Linked DNA regions of Sus scrofa: regions 1 and 3 are each linked to region 2. A link is a contact called in public HiChIP or PLAC-seq data. All regions are on one chromosome and are shown on one strand. The core of a region is the stretch at or near the end of the contact, and the rest is flanking DNA. Distances in the headings are between cores, read along the strand shown. Region 1 overlaps LOC106506174 (a long non-coding RNA gene). Region 2 has its middle 1.3 Mb from the start of ZEB2. Region 3 has its middle 530 kb from the start of ZEB2.

Region 1 (3,691 bases), core at 383-2,882, 790 kb before region 2:
TGGCTGCATATTGGATTCACTAAAAGACCTTATAAGAAAACGCTTCTGCCTTGATCTCATGCCCTTGGTCTGGTTTACTTGGTGTCGAGTAGACCTGAGGCATGAGTGGTTTGGAAGTTCCCCAGGTGATGCTAACGTATAGCCAGGTTAAGAACCATGGATCCCTACCTGATCCAGATGCTACTGCAAGCCTTAGTGTATAGGGTGGTGACACATGTCCCTCTTGTCAATCATCAGAACCTCACTGGACTCTTCAACTTTCCACAAAGCATAGTCATAGTGAGATAAATTTGAAAAAAGAATGGGTTCACTTTTAGCATCCATTTGCTTGTGGGATCTTTGATACCAGTAAGTGATAAACCTATGGATTCTCTGCCCCACAGCTGCCAGGAAGAGCAGCGTCTGGAATTCTTTCTTTTTTTTTTTTTTCTTTTTGGCTGCTCCACATATGGAGTTCCCCTGGCCAGGGATCATATCCAAGCTGTAGCTGAGACCTAAGCCCCAGCAACACTGGATACTTAATCCACTGTGCTGGGCCAGGGATCCAACCTGTGTTCCAGTGCTCCCAAGATGCTGCTGATCCCATTGCCCCAAAGTGGAAACTCCTGGAATTCTTTGTCTATAACTCATTTAATAAATTTAAGAGCATGCATCAGTGATCTTCATCCTCATAGAAAGTGAACAGCACCCATTTTATTTCCTTCACCCAGCCCCACACAGAAATAGGATGCCCTTTAAGATTTTATCTCCAGCTTTTCTTCAATTTTAAAGATATTTTCCTGGGCCTAGGCTTTTTAATTTTTCTGAAGCAAAAATGAATAAATACTGTGTCTATGGTGGATAAAAAAAGATAAGTAATCTTACTAGTTTGCCAAATATACACTTCCAAAAAAAAAAAAGGAGGCATTTACTGTCTTAAGTCAGGCTAAAAATAATATTATTTTAGGGTGTATAGGTAATTGAAGAAATCAAGTTTTCCCTTCACTTACTATCTGGATAATTGCCTAATTTTCCCACTGTCATCATCCTGTCCTGCTAGTGTTGCTTTATACACAACCTGGTCTTCCCTTTTGTTGTATTTATTTTTTCTTTAAGACACCCTTCAAATATTAAAGAAAAAGAGAGAGGCTATACAATTTGCATCATGACTTAAAACTATTAGAAGATAGGAATTCAGTAGTTGAGACAATGCGTTTCAAAACTCCAAAAGATAACAGGTTTAAAGAAATTGGCATATGTTAGTGATTATGCAATCATTCATTTCCCACAGATTTCTTTTTATAGGAAACTTTGGAAAATCCCAGAAGAACTGACCGAGTCATTTCAACCACAACAGGTTTCTTTCAACATCAAAATCATGGGTAGGAGTGGGCGAGGAATAATTTTCTTTCTTTTTTTTTTAAAGGCATGGACAGCCTGGTTCTGAGTGTGCAAAGCTGTGGCTTCCCCTCCTATAGACGCCTTCTGAACAGCAAATCTGACTTCCTCCTCAGACCAAGGCATCCTGAAAACATCCAAGCAGAGGAAGCATTTTTTCACCATGACATGGGAAAGGGCCACAGAGATCCAAATGGAAACGGACATTTCATGTGAGTGACTGTTTCTATTCCCGCTTGGCTTCTGGCCTAATTCAACAGACACTTAGGTGGCTGAAGAGGGAAATTTTTGTTAAAGTGAATCCAGCTCTGAGTTGGACACAGAGCCGTTTGACTGGCGGCCGAGTTCCTTGTGCTAGCTGGCAAAATGAGCAAATTTTTCTTTTAGTTGTTGTTGTTGGGTTTTGAAAATACTTCATTTCCTGGCAACGGTTTTCTTTCTCTGATAGATAAAGGGAAAGATCTCTTCCATTACACTTCTATCATCTTAAAAACTATATTCTTAAGCAGGCAGGATCCCCTGAAGATTTGCTCTCCTTCTCCATGGCCTTTTGACAGCTGGCTCATAACCAAGTGGTCTCAGAGAAGTCCTCCCTTCCCTGATTGTGGATGTCAGTGGGAGTCTGTTTGCTGTCATCAGAAGGTTCATTTTACCATGGTGGCCGTGTGTGTGTGTGTGTGTGTGTGTGTTTGTGTGCATCTAAAAGGTGGGCACAGTGCCTAGATTTAAGCTTTTAAGAATATTCAAAGACTATGGTTAAGAAAATTAGAGATTGAGGTGGCCCTCCTTCCCCTTTGCTCTCTAGGAAGCCACACAAAAACTCGTGTTATGAGACCCCATCCTATGGATGTAACACACACAACTGTGTTAATCAAAAATAGACAATCTTCTACGTCCACGGTAGAGTGAATTGACACAGTCATCCTGTATGGCACTGTAGCACAAATCAAAAGCTTTAAAAATTGCACCTCTAGGAGTTCCCATTGTGGTTCAGTGGGTTAGGAACATGACATAGTGTCCACGAGGATGAGGGTTTGGTCCTTGGCTTCAATTACTAGGTTAGGGATCCAGCGTCACAGCAAGCTGCAGTGTAGGTCACAGATGCAGCTCAGATCCAGTGTTTCTGTGGCTGTGGTATGGGCCAGCAGCTGCAGCTCTGATTCAACCCCTAGCCCAGAAACTTCCATAAGATGCAGGTGTGGCCATTAAAAAAAAAAAAAAAGAATTGGACATCCATACTCAGGAATTGATCTCAAGGAAATATTCCTAAGTGTACAATTACATTTTTAGCAATGATTTTCATTGTAAGATAAAAAGTGAAAACAACTTAAATGCCTAACATTTGGGGAAGGTTAATCAACTATGATATGCCCATCTAATGGAAGATTTTGTAGTTATGTTTTTAAAGAATATCCAACAATGTAGAGTAAGATTTTTAACATAAGTGTAGTAAAAAAGATTGTAGTAAAAAAGAATAAGAAATTAATACAGTACAATGACAGCTATATATAAATATGTATGTAAAAAAGAATAGGTTGTAGTAAAAAAGATTGTAGTAAAAAAGAATAAGAACTTAACACAGTTCAATGGCAACTTTATATAAATATGTAGGTATACTTGCATAAACAACTAACAGGAAATGCAACAAATTATAACAGTGGTTTTCTTTTTTTTTTTTTTTTTTTTTTTTGTCTTTTTGCTATTTCTTGGGCCACTCCCTCAGCATATGGAGGTTCCCAGGCTAGGGGTCCAATCGGAGCTACAGCCACTGGCCTACGCCAGAGCCACAGCAACGCGGGATCCGAACCGCGTTTCCAACCTACACCACAGCTCAGGGCAACGCCGGATTGTTAACCCACTGAGCAAGGGCAGGGACCGAAGATTCGTTAACCACTGTGCCACGACGGGAACTCCACAGTGGTTTTCTTTATAGCTTGCATTTAAGTAGAATGATTGGATAGATAGATGATGGATGGGTGGATGGATAGATTAATAATTAGGTAGCTATATACAAAATTTTTTGTAAGAAAGAAAAAAGCATTTTATGAGATATACAAGTGTTTATCCAATCTTTGCATATTATAAATGATTAACATATCCATATCAAACTACATTTAGGAAAACATCATCTTTGTTTTGTAAGTCTAATCACCACAGAATGGAAATAGATTAAAAAAAAAGACAAGAAACCCAGACAGAGAGCTAAGAGACCACCTAGTTCCTCTCTCTACTTTTTCAAAGGAGGGAAAAAAAAGTACAGAAATATGTTATCTCTTTTATCAGGGTTACTTTGTGATAAAGCCCAAACAAGTCC
Region 2 (3,760 bases), core at 184-2,683:
TAAACACACAAACATCCACTTATTATCCCTTGAATTATTTTAGTGAATCTCTGTCTGCATCCCCAAATATTCCATATGACTGAAAGTAGCAAATGTCTGAAAAGATCATTTCTGTGTGGATACAAGCAGCTGAAGCACAGGGAAATAGAGATTTTTTTCTCTAATTATATATTTCTTATTTTAGAAACAATTTTCACCAGAAGTCAGAAGACTTAACAGTCTTAGCTATGTGACTTTAAACAAATCATGTTTTCTCAGCCCGCCTCAGTTTCCTTCTTGGTTAAAAGAAGGCAAGTACATGGGGGTCCATGGAGTGTCTGAGACATGTGGCTGTGCATTAAGGTTTTCAAGGGGCATCTGTGAGGTCAGGAAAGGATTTTTCTGGGGAATCAGAGCCAGACACAGTGTTCTTCCTGTTGATCACACACCCTCTGATAATGAACTCGGGGGGAGAGAGGTAAGGCTGCATGTTTCCCCAAAACCTGCTGTGCATACTTGAGATGCACACTTTCTAAAAAGTTAACTTTGTCAAAAAAAAAATTCTTTTAAGCTCTTCAAAATTGATTTATTCCTGTTATTGTCAAAGATTGGCTTTCTATGGTCATTTGGTAAATAAATAGCTTCAAGGGGGAAACAAACAGCGATGTTTTGCTTTTCTACTGCCAAGTTTACAAGTTAAATTTCAGCCACGACGTGTACTAAGAGCTTAGTGCTTCAAATGGCTAGAGGGAACCTGGGACTCTTGAAAGGGGCAGGGCAGTATGTTTTCTGCCATCACTCACTGAGTCACAGAAGCAGAAGATGAATGCCTTTTCAGGAGTTCTGTAGTTGTGATTTCACTCAAGTTCCAGTGGTTCTCAACCACTTCTCTAAATCTGAATGAAGAAGCAGCCACAGGGGCTGTGTGAATTAGGATAAAATGCATTCTGATTAAGGGCCGAAAGTGGCACTGGCTGTGGATTCATAAACTTTACAGTATGCTCAACATGTTCAGTACATGGAGAGCAGCATATCCTAAGAGACAGGACAGAACCCCCAAAACACACACCCTCTCCCATGCCCCGGTAGCAGCCTAACATATTTGTGTTTAATTACAGCCTATTTCTTTTAGCATCTCTGCCTCCCGTCAGCCACCTCTGTGCCTTTGGAAAGGCAGGCCTTCCACAGAGCATGTTCTTTTTACAAGTGTTGTGACAAGATTGTGTTTTGGTTCCAAAGGGTTAATCCCAATGTGAATTCTTTGCATGTGTAATTTAATACTTCATAACTGCTGAAAATTGGAGTCCACATAATTTATTTTCTTTGGTCGGGCACATTTGCCTCATGCTTGGCCGGGGCTGACTTCAGAAAGACACACCTAAAGCTCTCAAGTGTCCCAAGTGGCCCATGTCAGTTGTACAGAGGGATTGTGGTACTTGGCCAGAGCCCAAGGATTAGGTGTTCCTGAGAAGGTTTTTTTGGCTCTACAAAGCCCAAGGATGTCATGGGAATAGGCTGCACTCCCTTTTCCCCCTTGAAGGCCACATATCAACGGGGTATCTAACCACTCAGAGACAGGCTTTACACAAAGGTATACATTAAAACAAATAGAACATGCAACCAGAAAGAACCAAAAGAGAGGGAGGAATTGCTAAGTGGAGACAGGAAACAATTGCTTCATTGTTGGGGCCGTGATCTTAGAATTGCAGAGTGCAGCTCCATCTACAGGACTATTTGCAAAGCTGGAGCTTTTTGCTTAAAAAGCAAGGCAGAACTTTACATGCCAGCTTGCCCTGCACAGGCTTCACCTAATTCAAAAAAACCTACTTTTTACTGAAAAATAATTGTCCCTCTTTGATTAGAGGGATTGAAGAGCGACACAGAGATAATAAGTGAGAGGGGAAAGCTGTTCAAGGGGGCTTTCATTTAGCTCTTTTTCTTACATTGGCAGTAAATATTCTTCTCCTCCTTGCAATACTCATTTAATCTCTTTCTTTCCTTTTCAACAACTTCCTCTCATTTGGTTTCCTCTCATTATTCTTCGGTTTGGGAGGGGGCATGTGTATTTTCCCATTCAAGCAAAATAGAAGGCTGTGTTTGTTTGAACACCGTTCTTGTACTTCCTGGCAAGCTTTTGACTTTCAAGAAGGTTCAGGTTTTTAGGTTTAAAGGAGCTGAAAAACTTTAAAGTAATAATTAAAGCCAACTCTGTAAGTGCACATTTTCCTCTTTCTTCCCCCCTTTTATTTTAAAACCCTTGCCTGCCAATGCAGTGGCTGCTGTCTAATGCTATTTCAACAGGAGACCTGGGTTTCAGGACAAGATCCAGGCCATAGGGGAGACTTGATGGCTCGGGGAATTAGTAATGGGATTTGGAGCCCTTCATTTCTAGGTCACTGGTTTGAATAGAGCCCAGGTCAGTAATGACTGAAAGTTGTTACCACCCGATGTCTGCTCTTCCCACACTGATCTGAGGTTGCCCCGCCACCCAGTCCCCGAGTGCCTGTGGCACATCTGCGCTAATGGCCTTCATTGACAAGTTGGCTGTTACAACTTTAGGCCTAAATGTGATGCAGACCACCTCTGCCATGTGCAGAAAGAGTGTCCACGCTCTGCCCAAACTGCTTCTTCAGAGGATAATGGAGAGAGAGAGACAGAGACAGAGACAGAGACGTAGACAGAGAGAAAGAGAGAGAGAGAGAGAGGAGCACTTTAAAGCTCACTTGTCTTCCTGATGATTCTGGGACCTGGTTCATCTATCCTCACACACCCAAGTCTTTTCGGCATTAGATCCTCAGCCCCTCACAGGTTAAATGCACAGGGAAGGAATACCAGGCTACAGAGTGCTAAGTTTGCAAGTACTCCAAATATGAATGTTTGGAGAAAATGGATTGAAAAGATCTGAATTGGGATTTTTTTTTTTTTTTTATTTCTAGAACCCAAAAAGATGACCATTTGAAAATAATGCTTGCTGGATCCCAAATCTAGGGGGAAGCAGGGTATTTCCTGGGCTTACATTAATAGAGGGTATGAAAAAAGTAATTACTGCTTTGTGCCTTTTCTTTGTTTTATAAGAGGAGAAATGCTTTCTGCAAGAGAATGGAGAGAGGAGTGGAAACTATAGAAATTCAAGGACAATACAATATGTTGGCATTCTCAGTGGCCCCTTTCTGCCAGAGTCCCCCTCTATCCTTTCTGTGAGTCAACTCAATGTGGAGCTCACTGAGGTTAAAGAGAGGGGAGGAGCCGGCCTGCCTCCTGGTGGGGACCAGGCTTCAGCAGAGAAGGGCTAAAGCTGCTTACAGATGCACATTGGTCCCTGGTCCCCAGGCTGCAGCCCACACAGGCCTGGCTCTGTCTCTCCCCTCCTGGCTCTCCCTTCCCTGTGTGGAGGTGAAGGCTACCCCAAGAAGGAATGGTATATGTATAACCAATTAAGAAATTACAGTCACATCAAGACCCATTTATATAGGGCTTATATTTAGATTTCCTTTCAGAGAAATGGGTTTTTAACAGCATTGATTTTTTAGTAAGAAACCAATTACAGGTGCTTACCACATTGCCCAGATACTGGATGAGAAGTTTTAACTAGAAAATTCAGTTAAAGAGGGCAATGGAAACACAGCCTGATGTTCCCATGTTTCTCATTTATCACTTCTGTTTCTACTTTTATTTCTCCTAGATAGTGTTTTCTGTTTGTTTGCTTTTTATTTTATTTTTTAATTTTATTCATCATGCTGCAAATGCAGACTATTTGCCTGCTTTGACTCGTTCATTTTCT
Region 3 (3,482 bases), core at 852-3,351, 730 kb before region 2:
CTCCAGGATCTCAAAATGAACCCATCTAAAGTGGAATGTTTAATACTTACCTCCAGACTGTTCCTTCTCCTACCAAGTCCATCTCAATAAATGACACTGTTATGATGCAGTTGCCCAAAATAGAAAACCAAGCATCCTCCCTGATTCCTCCCTTGACTCAACACCTAAAATTTCTGTACCAATCAGCAACTCCTCTCTTCTGTCCAAATCTATTGATCCCTACTGCTGGCACCCTGGTACCCTAGATTAAATCACCATCGTCTTTCACCTGAATTACTGAAATAGCTTCATGATCCAGGTCAGGTGAGGAAAACAGAGTTAATGCTTAGTGGCTGAACTTTAAGAGCATAAAATGTATGAAAGAGTTATTAGAAAAGCCGAAAAGCCAAATAAGGATGATGCCCCACTCCCATCATTGGCTATATCAGCAAAGCACATCCACTCCTTGGTGTGGAGGGCAAATGGAGAAGGTGATATTAGAAGAGCCAAATAAACTGGGCCACTCTATGGGAGAGGAAATCATGGTGGAGGAGGACTGTTTATAATCCTGATTAGAATGGGAACCATGGCGAGATGAGGCTGCTAACAGGCATTCTCCCTGAAGCAGTGAGAAGGGTGGAGTGGTGGCCTTGATTTCTCCCTTCTTTAGCCCCAAACTCATTTTACAACTTCCCATTTACCCTACCTGGCTAGAGGGCAGTTGACAAAAGTAGTCTTGGAAATGCTTGCAGAAATCCAATTCCTGGAGAGCAGAGTAAGGGTGAGAAAAAAAAATCTGTGAGCAATAGTTCAAAGAAGTATTACAGCCCGCCCTTTTTGCTATGTAGCATGCATTCTCCTCAACCATATATAATTTATTCCCACATAACAGCAACTTCATGCTTCCACTTAAGAAAATACAAACCGAATACAAATGAAGACACTCTCATACATGCCCACAAAAGGGGAACATAGTTCTCATCATTTACTCTTCACTCTCAAAGTTGAATGCCTGAAGGTGATATAAAGTTATATAATGCCTTCTTTATCAGATCTAAGTGTGGTGCCTCAAAGTATGGCAACTTATGCATGAAAATGCAAACTTAAGCATCGCCAGGAGTTGAAGAGTTTCATACATATAGCGGAGAAAGAGGAAATAGTAAAATATGAATATTTTGTTAATATATAAATGACAAAAATATGCAGAGCTGGTATAGCTCTCATTTTTGTATCTGATCATGGGGGTACTTCCTCTACCCACCCTTTTATGTTCCTCTTGCCCTCAACCAGAACCTTAGTTGATCAGGATACTATATCTGGTTGGTGACCCAAGACTTCTTTCCCAAAGGGTCTGAACACTTACTGATTCTGGCTCTTTTGGTTAATTGTGGATTTTACTACTGAGCTTGGAATTATTAAGGGAGGGAGGTCCCCAGTGAATTCCATCATGTTGGTAAACAGAATCAATACTCACATCCTTTTCTTTGCCTCATGGATCAATGACAGGAGAAACCCAAACTATCCAAGTGGTGGTTTCAACTTATAATTCAATGGAACAATTGTATCATTAGTGAAAGTATTTCTCTTTGGGGAACTAAGACTTCTAGACCCGCAGAGAATGAAATTATAAGAACAGGAAGCAAAAATGATGCAAGCATAGATATTTGCTGCAATAATGAAAATAGTAAGTACTATTTCTATTTCTTTATTTCCAAATCCTTATATATTCTCCTTGGGAGAGATAAATCTTATACTGGTCCATTTTTTCAAAGCACCCAACAGTATCAGGATGTGGTCTCTTAGTTGACTTCATAAGTGAATCATTAGTAACCCACTCACTAGTCTATTAGGTCAGTTTCCTTTGGGCAGTGGGGTACCTTGCAACACAAGTGAATCTCATATATAAAGCCATTGCTGCACTTTTTGCTGTGAAATGAGCTCCAGTGTGTTGTGGGATTCTATGATGATTAACAAGATATTTTCATAAATTTATGGATGATAGTGCTGCCAATCATCATAGCAAATCTATTTATGGAATAGATATCTATTCTAGTCAAAGTAGATTGATGCCCCTTCAAATTTATAGAGGTTCCCTGTCTTCAATCTGCATATCAGGAAGCCATGGTTCTGTTTGGAAGTGATGCAATGTCAGATGTAAAACATCAGCCACTGAGGTTGTACACTGGACACTATACTGTGGGGATAAAGCTGAATCCTTGCAAACCTCCGTTTCTGGCATAATGGTACATGGACCCACTGAATAAGCACTGAAGTATCTGGGGAAGGATGCTGTCTGATATCCATTATATACGTTATTTGACTATCTGACTTGAGAGCTTCCTCAGCTGTGGATGTCTTTCATTGAACATGTCACTTGGGATTCAAACACCTTCATAATTTGTGCCTATTCTTGCCACATTCACCTAACATTTTCCCAGACCATGTTCACCGGCCTTCCAATGCTCTTCTTCCAATTTCTGGCCAACCAGCCAAATAACCAATGATAGCCTATAAGTAAATTTTTCCTCAGGTAATTTCTTTTTCCAGGTAAAATAGATAACCAGATTTATTGCCCTCAATGTTTTTCATAAGAAAGGATATTCCTTTAGCATAGTTTTGAATTACCTTTTTGAGTAGCGCTATAAATAAGTTTGTCCCTCAGGTAATTTCTTTTTCCAGGTAAAGTAGATAACCAGATTTATTGCCCTAAATGTTGTCTGTAAGAGAGAATATTCCTTTAGCATAGTCTTTGAGTTACCTTTTTGAGTGGTGCTATAGCAGAATAGCAGTACATGGCTAGCTGGTACTACCATATCATATGACCTGTCATTTACCAGGTCTGAGCTTTTCTTTCTCAGTCCACTGATCATAGGAACTCCCTAAAAACTCTGTGTGGGTTGAGAGATGCAAGGGTAATATAGATTAGATGCCTAATCTAAAAATACATTTTTTTTTTTGACTCTTTAAAATGGATGCCTCACTGTTCTGTTCTCTGGGATTATCTACTTACCTACTCTTTTCACTTTTCACATCTTTGGAAGGTTAGGACAGTTTGGGGTAGAAATAGCTTTAGCACTTCACACTGATACTGGTTTCAGAGCCTGGCAATTGTCAGAATCAAGTATCCCCTCTGAAACTTTCAGTGGCCCTGTGTTCTGTTGTCTGCATTGATTTGTGTCTTGTGAAGCCCTAATTCTTGAATCTGGACCCTGGCCTTGAAATTGAGTTGTGCCAAGGAAGGAACTCTTTCAGTAGGAATAATTGTTACATTTCTTAGTCAAGGTGTACATGGTCAAGTGCACAAATTTGACACAACTTTGTCAAAGTGTGCATTGAGTGGGATCTGGGAAATCAAGGTTTTAGCAGTTCCCTTAGTTTTTTCCTTAGTTTCAGTTTATCTCAGTAATTTTCCAGGGTCTCTGCCATTGCTCAAAATTTTATCTCAGGACAGAGAATTTGTATTTTGTAATTCCATAAATCATGGGACTAACTTATTTTGATCA

The links. HiChIP or PLAC-seq counts read pairs in DNA pulled down with a chosen protein or histone mark.
Region 1: a contact with region 2 is called in an H3K27ac HiChIP or PLAC-seq map of alveolar macrophages. The contact joins two enhancer-like sites. A contact is called at or near these places in 2 of 47 Hi-C or Micro-C datasets (embryonic fibroblasts and skeletal muscle) and 1 of 2 datasets of contacts at active chromatin or transcription factors (alveolar macrophages).
Region 3: a contact with region 2 is called in an H3K27ac HiChIP or PLAC-seq map of alveolar macrophages. The contact joins two enhancer-like sites. A contact is called at or near these places in 1 of 47 Hi-C or Micro-C datasets (embryonic fibroblasts) and 1 of 2 datasets of contacts at active chromatin or transcription factors (alveolar macrophages).

Annotation. Positions count from the first base shown.
Region 1 is chr15:7,025,447-7,029,137 of Sscrofa11.1, reverse strand. The region is part of intron 2 of LOC106506174 (a long non-coding RNA gene); the gene reads right to left. Among named protein-coding and RNA genes, the nearest start is that of ZEB2, 470 kb to the left of the region's middle. Within about 2 kb of position 1,632, at least 19 of the 83 cell types and tissues checked have an H3K27ac peak or open chromatin away from gene starts, as enhancers often do. A contact at or near this core is called in alveolar macrophages and skeletal muscle, where this site is marked.
Region 2 is chr15:6,239,039-6,242,798 of Sscrofa11.1, reverse strand. No RefSeq gene overlaps it. Among named protein-coding and RNA genes, the nearest start is that of ZEB2, 1.3 Mb to the left of the region's middle. Within about 2 kb of position 1,433, at least 22 of the 83 cell types and tissues checked have an H3K27ac peak or open chromatin away from gene starts, as enhancers often do. A contact at or near this core is called in alveolar macrophages and skeletal muscle, where this site is marked.
Region 3 is chr15:6,965,115-6,968,596 of Sscrofa11.1, reverse strand. No RefSeq gene overlaps it. Among named protein-coding and RNA genes, the nearest start is that of ZEB2, 530 kb to the left of the region's middle. Within about 2 kb of position 2,101, at least 1 of the 83 cell types and tissues checked has an H3K27ac peak or open chromatin away from gene starts, as enhancers often do. A contact at or near this core is called in alveolar macrophages, where this site is marked.